Regions from separate parts of the Mus musculus genome. Here region 2 is linked to region 1. Evidence: chromatin contacts called from public Hi-C data. All regions are on one chromosome and are shown on one strand. The core of a region is the stretch at or near the end of the contact, and the rest is flanking DNA. Distances in the headings are between cores, read along the strand shown.

What was found. Hi-C and Micro-C count contacts between places; a contact is called where the count stands out from the background.
Region 2: a contact with region 1 is called in a Hi-C map of bone marrow-derived macrophages, with 4 times the contacts expected there. The contact joins two enhancer-like sites. A contact is called at or near these places in 3 of 39 promoter capture datasets (the 3T3-L1 cell line, cancer-associated fibroblasts and trophoblast stem cells), 9 of 15 datasets of contacts at CTCF or cohesin (the G1E-ER4 cell line, the NIH/3T3 cell line, embryonic stem cells and 4 more), 219 of 484 Hi-C or Micro-C datasets (2-cell embryo, the 3T3-L1 cell line, 3T3-L1-derived adipocytes and 117 more), 28 of 115 datasets of contacts at active chromatin or transcription factors (the NIH/3T3 cell line, astrocytes, bone marrow-derived dendritic cells and 16 more) and 3 of 9 other capture datasets (adipose tissue, embryonic stem cells and embryonic tail).

The regions. Positions count from the first base shown.
Region 1 is chr8:106,430,783-106,436,221 of GRCm38.p6, forward strand. Gm51545 (a long non-coding RNA gene) reads right to left here. Exons shown (of 3, transcript XR_003947445.1): 3 at 4,100-5,439. Among named protein-coding and RNA genes, the nearest start is that of Zfp90, 18 kb to the left of the region's middle. Within about 2 kb of position 2,364, at least 18 of the 459 cell types and tissues checked have an H3K27ac peak or open chromatin away from gene starts, as enhancers often do. A contact at or near this core is called in bone marrow-derived macrophages, where this site is marked.
Region 2 is chr8:106,546,412-106,551,764 of GRCm38.p6, forward strand. It overlaps Cdh3 (cadherin 3), which reads left to right. Exons shown (of 16, transcript NM_001037809.5): 13 at 1,211-1,420. Among named protein-coding and RNA genes, the nearest start is that of 1110028F18Rik, 38 kb to the right of the region's middle. Within about 2 kb of position 2,285, at least 7 of the 459 cell types and tissues checked have an H3K27ac peak or open chromatin away from gene starts, as enhancers often do. A contact at or near this core is called in bone marrow-derived macrophages, where this site is marked.

The sequences.
Region 1 (5,439 bases), core at 1,114-3,613:
GTTCACTTGACTAGACTTATTTCTTTTGTATCGTGTTTGACGATTGCTTTAATGTGGCTGGAACTTTTAGGCGGCAGAACTTCGGGGAGGAAATAGAACTCTAGGAGTATACCCTTGGAAGGACCCAGGCCCTTCTTGACTCTTCCTAACCACCATCAGTCCTCCTCTGTGACAGGCACCTGTCCTGATGCACCGGGCTCAAAGCAACAGACCAAGAAGCCACGGGCTGAAACCTCTGAAACTGAGCAGAAAGCAGCTTTTCTCCCTTGACGTTGATGATCGCAGGCGTTAGTAATCAAAAGGTGACTTAACTCTGAATGCTGGGTGGGGCGGTACGTGCTGGGGCGGGGGTAGTGAGGGCGCTCCATCAGTGCTGAGTAGTCTCAGGCGCAGCACAGCAGTCATTTTTCAAAACCGCGGCTTCACAGGATCTTCTGGGTAGCAGCTTCTCCCCACTGTTTTCTCCCACGTAAGGGCAGAGTGAGTGTCTGAGAGTGATCTGCAGGGTTCAAGCCTGGGACTTCCTAAAGACCTGAGTCAGAGGGAGGGAGCAGGAACGGCCTGTCCAGTGTGGTGCCTGACACCGAGCACCCTGGACCACACCTAGGAATGTGCTGCACAGCCAGGAGCAAGAAGAGCTGGCGGCAGGTGCCCGGTTGCTGGACATCCCCTCAAAGTCAGATTGAAATGCCAGACTCCTTTTCACACGTAGGGACTTCAATACCCTTCCCCAAAGCTAAGCTTTTCTGAATATTTCAGGCGAACAGCAGCACCCTTGATTTCCTTGAAAGTAGTGGATTCAGCCAAGCCTTAAACGGGAACTTACCAGTGCGCTACCGCTGCTGAGTCTAAATGAAAAAGGTGCTCGCTTAAGGGGTCTCCTTCCTTTCCCTGGAGGGGCAACTGTTCTCATTTACTTCTGTTTGGGGCTGATTTTGAGCCATTCCGTGCTCCTTAAGGATCTTATTTTCAGGGACTCATCTGTGAACAGATGAGGTTCTCTCGTCGTGGTTTTTGCCTATTAATGGCATCGTTTCTTTCTTCCCCTTTCTGCTCCAGGCCTCAGTCTGAGCTGCGTACCCAGTCCAGCACCTCCTAGGGGTGCGCTTGGCATTTATGAACAGAAATGGCTGCTTAGAACTTTCCTGGTTCTCTTTCATTGACTTTATTTTTTTAAAGATTTATTTATTTATTTTATGTATATGAGTACACACTGTAGCTGTACAGATGGTTGTGAGCCTTCATCTGGTTGTTGGGAATTGAATTTAGGACCTCTGCTCGCTCAGTCCCTGCTCGGTCCAACCCAAAGATTTATTTATTTTATGTAAGTACACTGTAGCTGTTTTCGGACGCACCAGAAGAGGGCGTCAGATCACGTTACCGGTGGTTGTGAGCCACCATGTGGTTGCTGGGATTTGAACTCAGGATCTTGGAAAGAGCAATCAGTGCTCTTACCTGCTGAACCATCTCGCCAGCCCATCTTTACTTTTTAAAAAAGTTTATGTGTATGAGTGCTTGGTCTGCACCTATTGTCCCCAGCACCTGTGCAACACGGTGTGCCCCGCTCCCCAGTGCCTGCACAGGCTAAAAGCAGGCGTCAGATCACCCTCTTCAAGGGTTGCAGATAGTTGTGAGCCACCATGTGGGTGCTGGGAATGGAGTCTCCATCCACTGAAAGAGCAGCCAATACTCTTAGCTGCTGAGCCATTTCTCCAGACCCCAACATTCTCAGTTCTCACTCACCGAATACTCCTGGCTCTCCGAATGGTCTGAGGCAAATTCCCACATACTCAGTCAATTTCCTCTGCTTTTGACTGGGACTATTAGTGGGCCACGTGGGGCTCACAGGTGCATGATATGTGGCTCTGTTTAGCACCTGTAGATGCTTCTTGCCATTGATTTGTCATTTAGAAGCAGGTGGACCTAGAGTTAAGACACTGCCTAGCTGTGCTATTGTCTCCCACCTTCATCCTGTAAGATGGAATTGCCACAGCTCCACCTAGTAGGGCTAATTAAGAGGATTAAATGAGAATACTCGCAAAGTACTCTGCAGGGGGTCAAAGTGCTTTTTTAAGTCCCCAGGGTTAGGACAAGCGCAGAGGGGCACACCTGGGCTGCAGAGGTTGAAATAGGAGGGTTAGTCATCCTAACTACATCATGAGCTTGAGGCCAGCCTGGGCTACATGACGGCTTGGCTCAAAAAAAAAAAAACCAGCCAAACAAAACTTAAATAAAGGAGTAATTACTCGTGTGAACCTCAAGAGAACATGGTACAATTTTGGAGGTGCTGACTGGCTGAACTTTCTCTGAGCGCAGCATCCACTTCTGGCTGCAGTGACGTGTGCCTTCCTTGTGACCACCAGGGGGCGCTGGCGCACTGCTGAGGATTCGGGAGCCTCCCGCAGAGGCAAATTGCAAGAGCTGTGCTTGTCTAACATCCTCCGGGATTTTGTTTTCTTTTGTTTTTTCCTTCTTATATCCCTTCCCTCCTATAACTGACGCTGGAATTTCTCCCACCGTCATAAGCTCAGCCGCCCTCAGCAGCTTCCATCCCACGCCAGAGAGGAAGAGACAAGCACCCGGCAAATCTCCTTCAGCCCCATAAGCAAAAAAAAAAAAAAAAAAAGAGCGAGGTACACTTCGGCCACAAGCCCTTAACACTTGGTGTTTTCCATACCTGGAACGTTTTCCCCCAAAATGAATGGTCTCCTCCCTCGTCTTCAAGACTTTGGTCAAATCCCAGCCATTCAGCAAAGCCCGCCTCTAACTCTTTCCGCCAACACCACTCTGATTTCTTCCCCTAAAACTTGTTACCAGGCATGATAGTACTCACCGTTTAGCACTTAGGAGCCAGAGAGAGGTGGATCTCTGTGAGTTCAAGGTTAGCTAATAAGGGTGACATAGTGAGCCCTTATTTCAGAACAGAAAAAACAAAACAAAAAAAGCTTACAAAATATTGTCACCTTCTGATATGTCATAGTTCAGGGTTCACTCATGATGGTTGGCAGACAATGTGACTGGTGAGAGGCTTCAGTTCTTAGCCAAATGGGTCCCTGCACACAGCTGCCTCTTGCCAGTGACAGCTGGCTTTCCTCAGAATGGTGAGTTAGAAACATACACAACACCCAAGAGAAAAGCTGCTCTCTTTTCATTGCCTGGTTACAAGTAGGATGTACCTGTCTGTGGCAGACAGAATTTCACATACCCTTCCCATCAAAGAAGTGCCTGACTTAATTGCCACAACTTGTAAAGGGAGCTTGGGGGTGGGGGGCGTTGCTAAGGGAAGGGTTTTGAGATGGGAAGCTTGGTCTAGGCAGCACAAGTGAGTCCAGTGTTATGAGGATCCTTCTAAGGGCATGGCGGGGTGGGGCGGGGTGGGGCAGGAGAATGAGGGTGACAGGCGTGAGGATGCAAAGGGAAGTTGGAGCAAGGCATTTGGAAGACAGCCTCCTGATTAGCTGGATAAGCCAAGGAAACAGATTCTTCCCTGCAGCTTCCAGAAGGAACAAAGTCACACATCTGGAGACGATGTAGCTCAGAGGTAGCACCTGTGCCCAGAATGTACAAGGCTTAAAAGGGAAAAAATGGAGGGAGGGAAGGAGGGGGAAGGAACCCTACCAATCCTTCACTGCAGCTCAGGAAGACCCACTTAGACATGTGATCCCCAAATCTGTATTATCTTAAGCCACCATGCCTGGGGCATTTTGTTACAGCATCAGTAGTAGAAAATGAGCAAGCCAGCCTTTGTTGTATTAATTAAAAGTGAACCACTGAGTCTGGCCCACATTCACCGGGTGTGAATGCACGTAATTACTAGGAATCGTTTCAGAAGCGGTCTATCACATTGAATAAATTGACATGAACCCCATTTTACAGGTAGACAAACTGAGACCCAGAGGCCTTAAATAACTTGCCTGAAGTCATAGAATTAATAATGGTGGAATCAGTTCTGTCTGACACTTAGAATAAATTCTAAAGTCCTTGAAATTTTTTATTATATTATTTTGGAGGGGAGGGCACATGAGGAGGAGGTCAGAGGACAACTTTCAGGAGCCAGTTCTCTTCTTCCATCATGTGGGTTCTGGGGATGTGTCCTAGTTGTCTGGCTTGGTGGCAGGCACTTTACCTGCTGAGCCATTTCAATGCCCCCTCCAAATCCTTTTTTAAATGTCCGTGAAGACCCACGAGAGCTGGGCTAGCTTCCCTCCCCAATTTTAAACACACCATACATGTCCTCACCTCCTCAAAGGCAAGCTGGTCTTCCCTGGCCACCATTGACAAACACAGTGACTTAGTGTGTCAAATTACCTGCTAATGTCTGTTCCCACCACTCCCATCCCTCATGAGGATGGAGCCCTTCACGTTTTTGTTCGCGGTTGTGTCCGGGGCACACACAGGAAGTTTTTAATAAGAATTTAGTACAGGAGTGCGTGTTCTTCATAAAGAGGTCAAAGAATGGCACACATTCTTCAACTCACTTCCCTGAGCTCATGAGGATTAAAGGAGATTTTTTTTTTTTTTAATGACACGGTTTACAGTCATAGGTATTTTAAAGAAATGAGTTTCGATTCTCCTACCGACCGGCAGGACCCGGGGGCATTCACAAGTTTGAGTTCTGACAGTCCTTTGTCTTCACCTTCTTCAGTCTGGCAGAGGGCTGAGCAAACCAGTAACCGGTGCCACTTTTTGATAATAACTGACTAATTTCTTTCCAGACTGGTTCTGCTGGGCCCCACATCTCCACTCACCGGTAAAAATCGTTGGCCAGAAACTGCAGCTCTTCTAAGACTGGTCACTGTTATTTATCTAGGGTGTGGCCATCTTGAGACTGGTACGGAAGGTAGAATTCTTTGTCAGTTGACAATTCACTGTCTCTGGCCTCAAAGTCACTTTGTAGCCAGCCCAAGGCAGCTCAAATTGGTGGCAGTCCTCTTGCCTCAGACTCCCAGATCCTGGGGACCACCTGGGGGTCACTGTGGCTATCTCATGCATTTCTTTGTAGCCCTATCTCCCCCTTTACCCACCTCTGCCATGTGTTTATCAGTATCTTTGAGTTTTTGTATGGCTGTATAAAATGGGTAGTGGTCCTTCATGTTAATATGACTTTACTTTAATTGTTTTATATTTATTTCATATCAGCACGCATACTTGCTGTGGAAGTATAGAGGTCAGGAGATAACCTGCGAGGGTAGCTAGTCTCTGACTACCATGTGTATCCTAGAGAATGAACTCAGGTTGTTATGGGTAGGGACAAGCACTTTTACACCCTAGGCCACCTTACCAGTCATAAATTCTTTTCTAAGAGGCATCTTGCTGTTACTAGTCAGCTGACTCGGGAGGGCCCGTTGGTCTTCTCAAATAGAAATCATAGTTAAAGGGAGGTAACTATTTTAGTATTGGTAGACCCGGTCCCTTGAGTGTCAAAAGCTTGTGGGCTGG
Region 2 (5,353 bases), core at 1,035-3,534, 120 kb after region 1:
CAAAGAGTAGTCTAGCAGCTGATGATCCCAAGAATATTGGTCCAACATTTCACGACTTCCAGAGCCTCACAGTTTACTATCATCAATTTCTTGTTTGTTTGTTTGTTTGTTTGTTTTAAATAACACCCAAGCTCGGAAGCTCAAACCTGTGATCCTGGCACTCAGAAGACAGAGGGAAGTGAATTGCCATGAGTTTGAAACCAACCCAGACTACAGAGTAGAACTCTATCTTGTAAAAGATGAATTAATTAATTTAAAAATAATGAACTGGGAGCCGGGCAATAGTGGCGCACGCCTTTAATCTCAGCACTTGGGAGGGAGGCAGGGCAGGTGGATTTCTGAGTTCCAGGCCAGCCTAGTCTACAGAGTGAGTTCCAGGACAGCCAGGGCTACCAAGAGAAACCCTATCTCGAAAAAAAACAAAAAAGCAAAAACAAAAAAAGAACTGGGGCTGGAGAGAGAACGCAGTGGTTAAGAGCACTGGGTTCAGTTTCCAGCAGTCACGTGGCGTCTCACAACCGTCCGTAACCACAGCTCCAGGTGATCTTACACCACAGTCTTCTGGAGTCCAAGAACACCAGCCACACACATGGTGCACAGACATGCAAACGTACATGTAGGCAAAATACCCATACATGTAGGGAAAAATAACCATACACATTTTGGGGGGATGAAATAATTTTTGTGAGCTAGCAAGATTTCTCTGTAGATGTAAGTGCAGCCCAGCTTAATGGGACGTTAAGTTCGACTCCCAGAACCCAGAGGTGGAGGAGAAAACTGATTCCCAAAAGACTTGTCTCCTGCTCCTCACATGTGCATCATAGCACACACGTGCCCACATTCATGCATACACACACGCATACACACATACACACTCACCAGCAACAAAAACAATAGGTGACATTTTTGGGGGGAAAAAAGATACTGAAAAATGAATTAATTTTGGTAACCGAATAATCCTCACAGCAGCAAAGTTTTGCTGTGCCAGGGTTCTAGAGATCCTCTATTTGTTTTGCTTGTCTGTTGTGGGGCTTGAACCCAGGGCCTCATGGATGCTGAGCAGGTACTCTGTCACAATGCTACACTTAGACTAAACCTGCCTTTTGTTCCTTGGGTGCTGAGGCTGTGTTGGCTCAACGTTTTGCAGTCTTGTATTTGGTGTTCAACCCGAATGACACCCCTAAGCTAATAAATGTGTGTGTCTCTCCAGGAGACACCGTGGCCTTGTCCCTGAAGAAGTTCCTGAAACAAGACACGTATGACTTGCATCTTTCTTTGTCTGACCATGGCAACAGGGAACAGCTAACCATGATCAGGGCCACTGTGTGTGACTGCCATGGCCAAGTGTTCAATGACTGCCCCAGACCCTGGAAGGGTGGTTTCATCCTCCCCATCCTGGGTGCTGTCCTGGCACTGCTGAGTGAGTACCACGCACCTCCGTGTGCACCTCGGTAGATAGGAGACCTGACTCTTCTCAGAACTTCTAAGAGGGCGTCCACTATTGTTCATCCGTTTCTTTCTCTTCTTTAGTTTTATGGATATGAGAGTTTTGCCTGCCTGTGTGTATGTGCACTGGGTGTGTGCCTGTGCAAGCCATAACGGGGTCAGATCACCTGGAACTGGAGTTAAAGATGGCTCTGAGCTGCCATGTGGAGGCTGGGAATCGAACCTGGTCCTCTGCGTGAGCAGCCAGTGCTCTTAACTACTGAGCTATTGGTCTCCTCCCCAAACTCATCCATTTCTGTTTCTTAAACTCTAAATTCTAAGATTGTCATTTAGTCAGTAGATGTTTCTAGAACTTCTAGTTTATGCCAGGCAGTAGTAGTTCTGGGCAGTCCAGGGATTTGTTAGAAAGGGAGACTCCTCGTTTCAGGCAGCCTCTTGCTACTCCAGCGGGCTGTCCCTTACAGTATACACCTGCTTTTTAAAGAACAGGAAGTTTCCCGGGTCTGCAGTCCTGCAGACCCAGAAACTTAGGAGTGTGTTTTAACAAACCCTCAAAGGCTTTTAAGACACGACACAGTGTGGTAAGAATCATTAGACCAGTAAGCAGAAGTGTTTAGTTGAAAACAAATTTCTTTCATGGCATTCGCAGGAAAGTGGGTACAACTGGAAATCGTTATGCTAAGTGAAGTAAGCCAGAGAGACATTACCACAGCCTTTCTCTCACATGTGGTACCCAGACTTAGGGTCCTATATGTAAATACATTTATGTACGTGCATGTCTGTGTGTGTTTATACGTGTTTGTGAGTCATGAAAGGAGAGTGGAGTTACAAGGGGAGGAAGTAGAAAAGCGGTAATAAATTTCATGTCATAAAAAAAGGGGCGCTGTGTGGGGGAAGAGAGGCCAACATAAGTGGACAGCGGGGCCTGAAACAAAGGAGAGCAAAGTACAATAGCACGTGTATGAAGACGAAGTGATGAAGCCCCTTACTCTGTGGGCTAACTTAATAAATTAGTTAGTAAATAAATAAATAAATAAATAAATAAATAAATAAATAAATAGCTGGCCCTGGTGGCCCATGCCTTTAATCTCTGCACTCTGGAGTCAGAGGCAGGACAAGCTTTGAGTTTGAGGCCAGCCTGGTCCCCAAAGTGAGAGTTCCAAGACAGACAGGGCTGTGACATAGAGAAACCCTAACTATAAAAAGAAATCTAAAAATAATAAAATAATAACAATAAATAAATATTTCTTACAGCTGGACATGGTAGGTACACATCTGTAATCCCAGCAGTCAGGGAGCAAGAAACAAGAGTGTTGCCATGAGTTTAAGGCCAGCTTGGACTACATAGTGAGATCCTGCCACCATAATAATAATAATAACAACAACAATAATAGTAATAATAATAATAATAATAATAATAATAATTTGAGCTGGATATGGTAGCATATACCTGAATTCCCACCACTAGAGAGAATAAGGCAGGAGAATCACAAATTTCATGTCCGTCCAGACTCCAAAGTGAAACCTTGTCTCAGAAAACACATGCATACACATACAAGCCCCAGATTTCTTTGCTGAAAAGATAGAATCTATCTCAGGTGCCTTTTCTTGGTTTTGGCTTTCACTTCACATGCTCATAGCAGCCAGCTGTAGGTGTGGGACAGGGATGAGCCCTAACTACTCAGCACACTGTTCCGAAGTCAGCGTGGGCACCAGGAGGTGAGGAGAAGGGGCCAAGGGTGCAGCACAGAACAGAACAGACACCGGCTGCCCTGGGAGAATGGCCTCAGCAGCACAGAGAGCTGATAGCAAGGAGGTTAGCAGGCAGGTGAGTGCTGCCCGAGAGAGAAAGCCCAAAGAGAGTCAGGGTAGGAAGTCTGCAGTTTTAACTAGGATGAACAGAACAGCCTCCGTGAAGGAGGTATTAAGGAAATAAAGCCTCGGACGAGGGAAGAGAAGCAGCCATGCACATCTGCAGAGCAGCACATGCCCTGGGATAGGACTGTGGTGGAGACTGCAGCAGCTATGCTGGGGAAAGTGAGAAATGACGTCAGAGGGTTGGTGGGTGCGTGGGCTTGTCGTGGGTCTTATAGACTGCTGGAAAAACTCTGGGTTCCTTTGGAAGTCTCTAGAAGATCTGTAACGTTGGAGTGCTATAAGATTTTATGATATTCCTACTGAAAAGCCCATGCAGGGCTAGGGTGGAGGCAAGGGACTGTTGGAGATGGTTGCCATAGGTTACAGGTGAGAGGATGGTAGGTGACCATAATGAGATGGGAATAAGAGTTCATTTGGGGCCGAGCGAGTAGAAAAACAGGATTTAGGAGCTGGCCCCCGAGGCCTTCTGCATCTCAGTGCCCAGACTCCCCAGCACTGATCAGTCAGTCCCCTGATGTCCCTTCCCGTGAGTTAGGTAAGGACTTTGTTCCTGGTTACAAACCCCATCAGAGTCCCTGGTGCTGCTTTTTGGTCTGTTACACTGTTGGGTGTGTTTGCTAGTTGTTTGGTTTTATTTTCTGTCACTGCAATAAAATATCCTGACAAACGCTGGATGGTGGTGGCTTGTGCCTTTAGTCACAGTACTCGGGAGGCAGGGGCAGGTAGATATCTAAGTTCAAAGTCAACTTGGTCTACAGAAAGAGTTCCAGGACAAGCAGAAACCCTGTGTTAAAAAACAAACAAACAAACAAACAAGTAAAACTCCCAAAACTGGGCATGGTGGCAAATACTTGCAGTCCCAGGCCTTGGGAAGCAGGCAGGAGAGTAAGTTCAGTTCATCTTTGGTTACATCATGAGTCCAAGGCTATTGGACACTATAACACCCTACCTAAAAAAAGGACAATAAATAAAAGGGGAATAAGTTTGAGCTATGATGGGGACTTGTGGCAAAGAGGATAAGGAGATACAGTTTCTTTTTGCCAGTTTGTTGAGGGAAGAAATATGCCTAGCCAGGCCAAATGGAGAAGTGAGTTGACAGAGACACATAAGCCTTGGGCTTGTGAGAAATCCAGCTTCCCTTTCGTCTCCCCCCAGATCCCTAGACTGCGGAGGAAAAGAGATGGAAAGTCACATCTGGTCCATACCCCTGTGTGCATCCTGAGAAGCCAGGACCTTCCAAAAAGAGCTTGTCTTATCTAGACAGTGGTTCTGTCAGTCACCACCACCTCCAATAATCATAACTACAACAACAATAACCACCCCAAACAGCAACTGCCACAGTGGGGAATGTGAGAGGGTACCCCATGACAGCTGGGGAGAACAGCCTGGCCTTAGCTGGCCAGTTCTTCCCAGGCAGATGCTTTGCCAGTCTTTCCAACTGTGTAACTGGAAGACAGTCCTTCCCTTAAAATTCCAATTTAGCATTTGCAGCTAGATCAGTTACACTACAGTGTATCAACATTAAATATTTTACCTTTAAGTGCGTAGCTAACTTAGAGGACATCAGATGACTAAGAGTCTCACGGGAGGTAACAGTGACTAGTGAGGGCATCCGTCCCCTTAATACCATCAGCGTGGGAAGTCTAATGTAGTAAGTGTTCTAGGATTTTAGGTGGGATTGGAGTTATGCTGCTTCCAGGAGGAGACATTAAGCAGAGACCTAAAGGTAAAGCTATGACCTTGAATAAAAGACAGAGACTGGGGGGCTCTAAGTCTAAGTGGAGCGGGATATGGTAGTGTGTTCCTGTGATCCTAGCATTTGAGGACATATGTACATATACACCTACATACAGGGTTTATTAGAATGGCTTACAGGCTGTGGTCCAGCTAGTCCAACCAGAGACTGTCTTCCAATGGAAGGGTCAAGAATTTAGTTGTTTTTCAGTCCATGAACCTGGCTAGCTCAGCTGGTCTTCAGTATACACCAGAATCCCAAAGAGGTAGGCACTCATACCAGAGAAGGAATGAA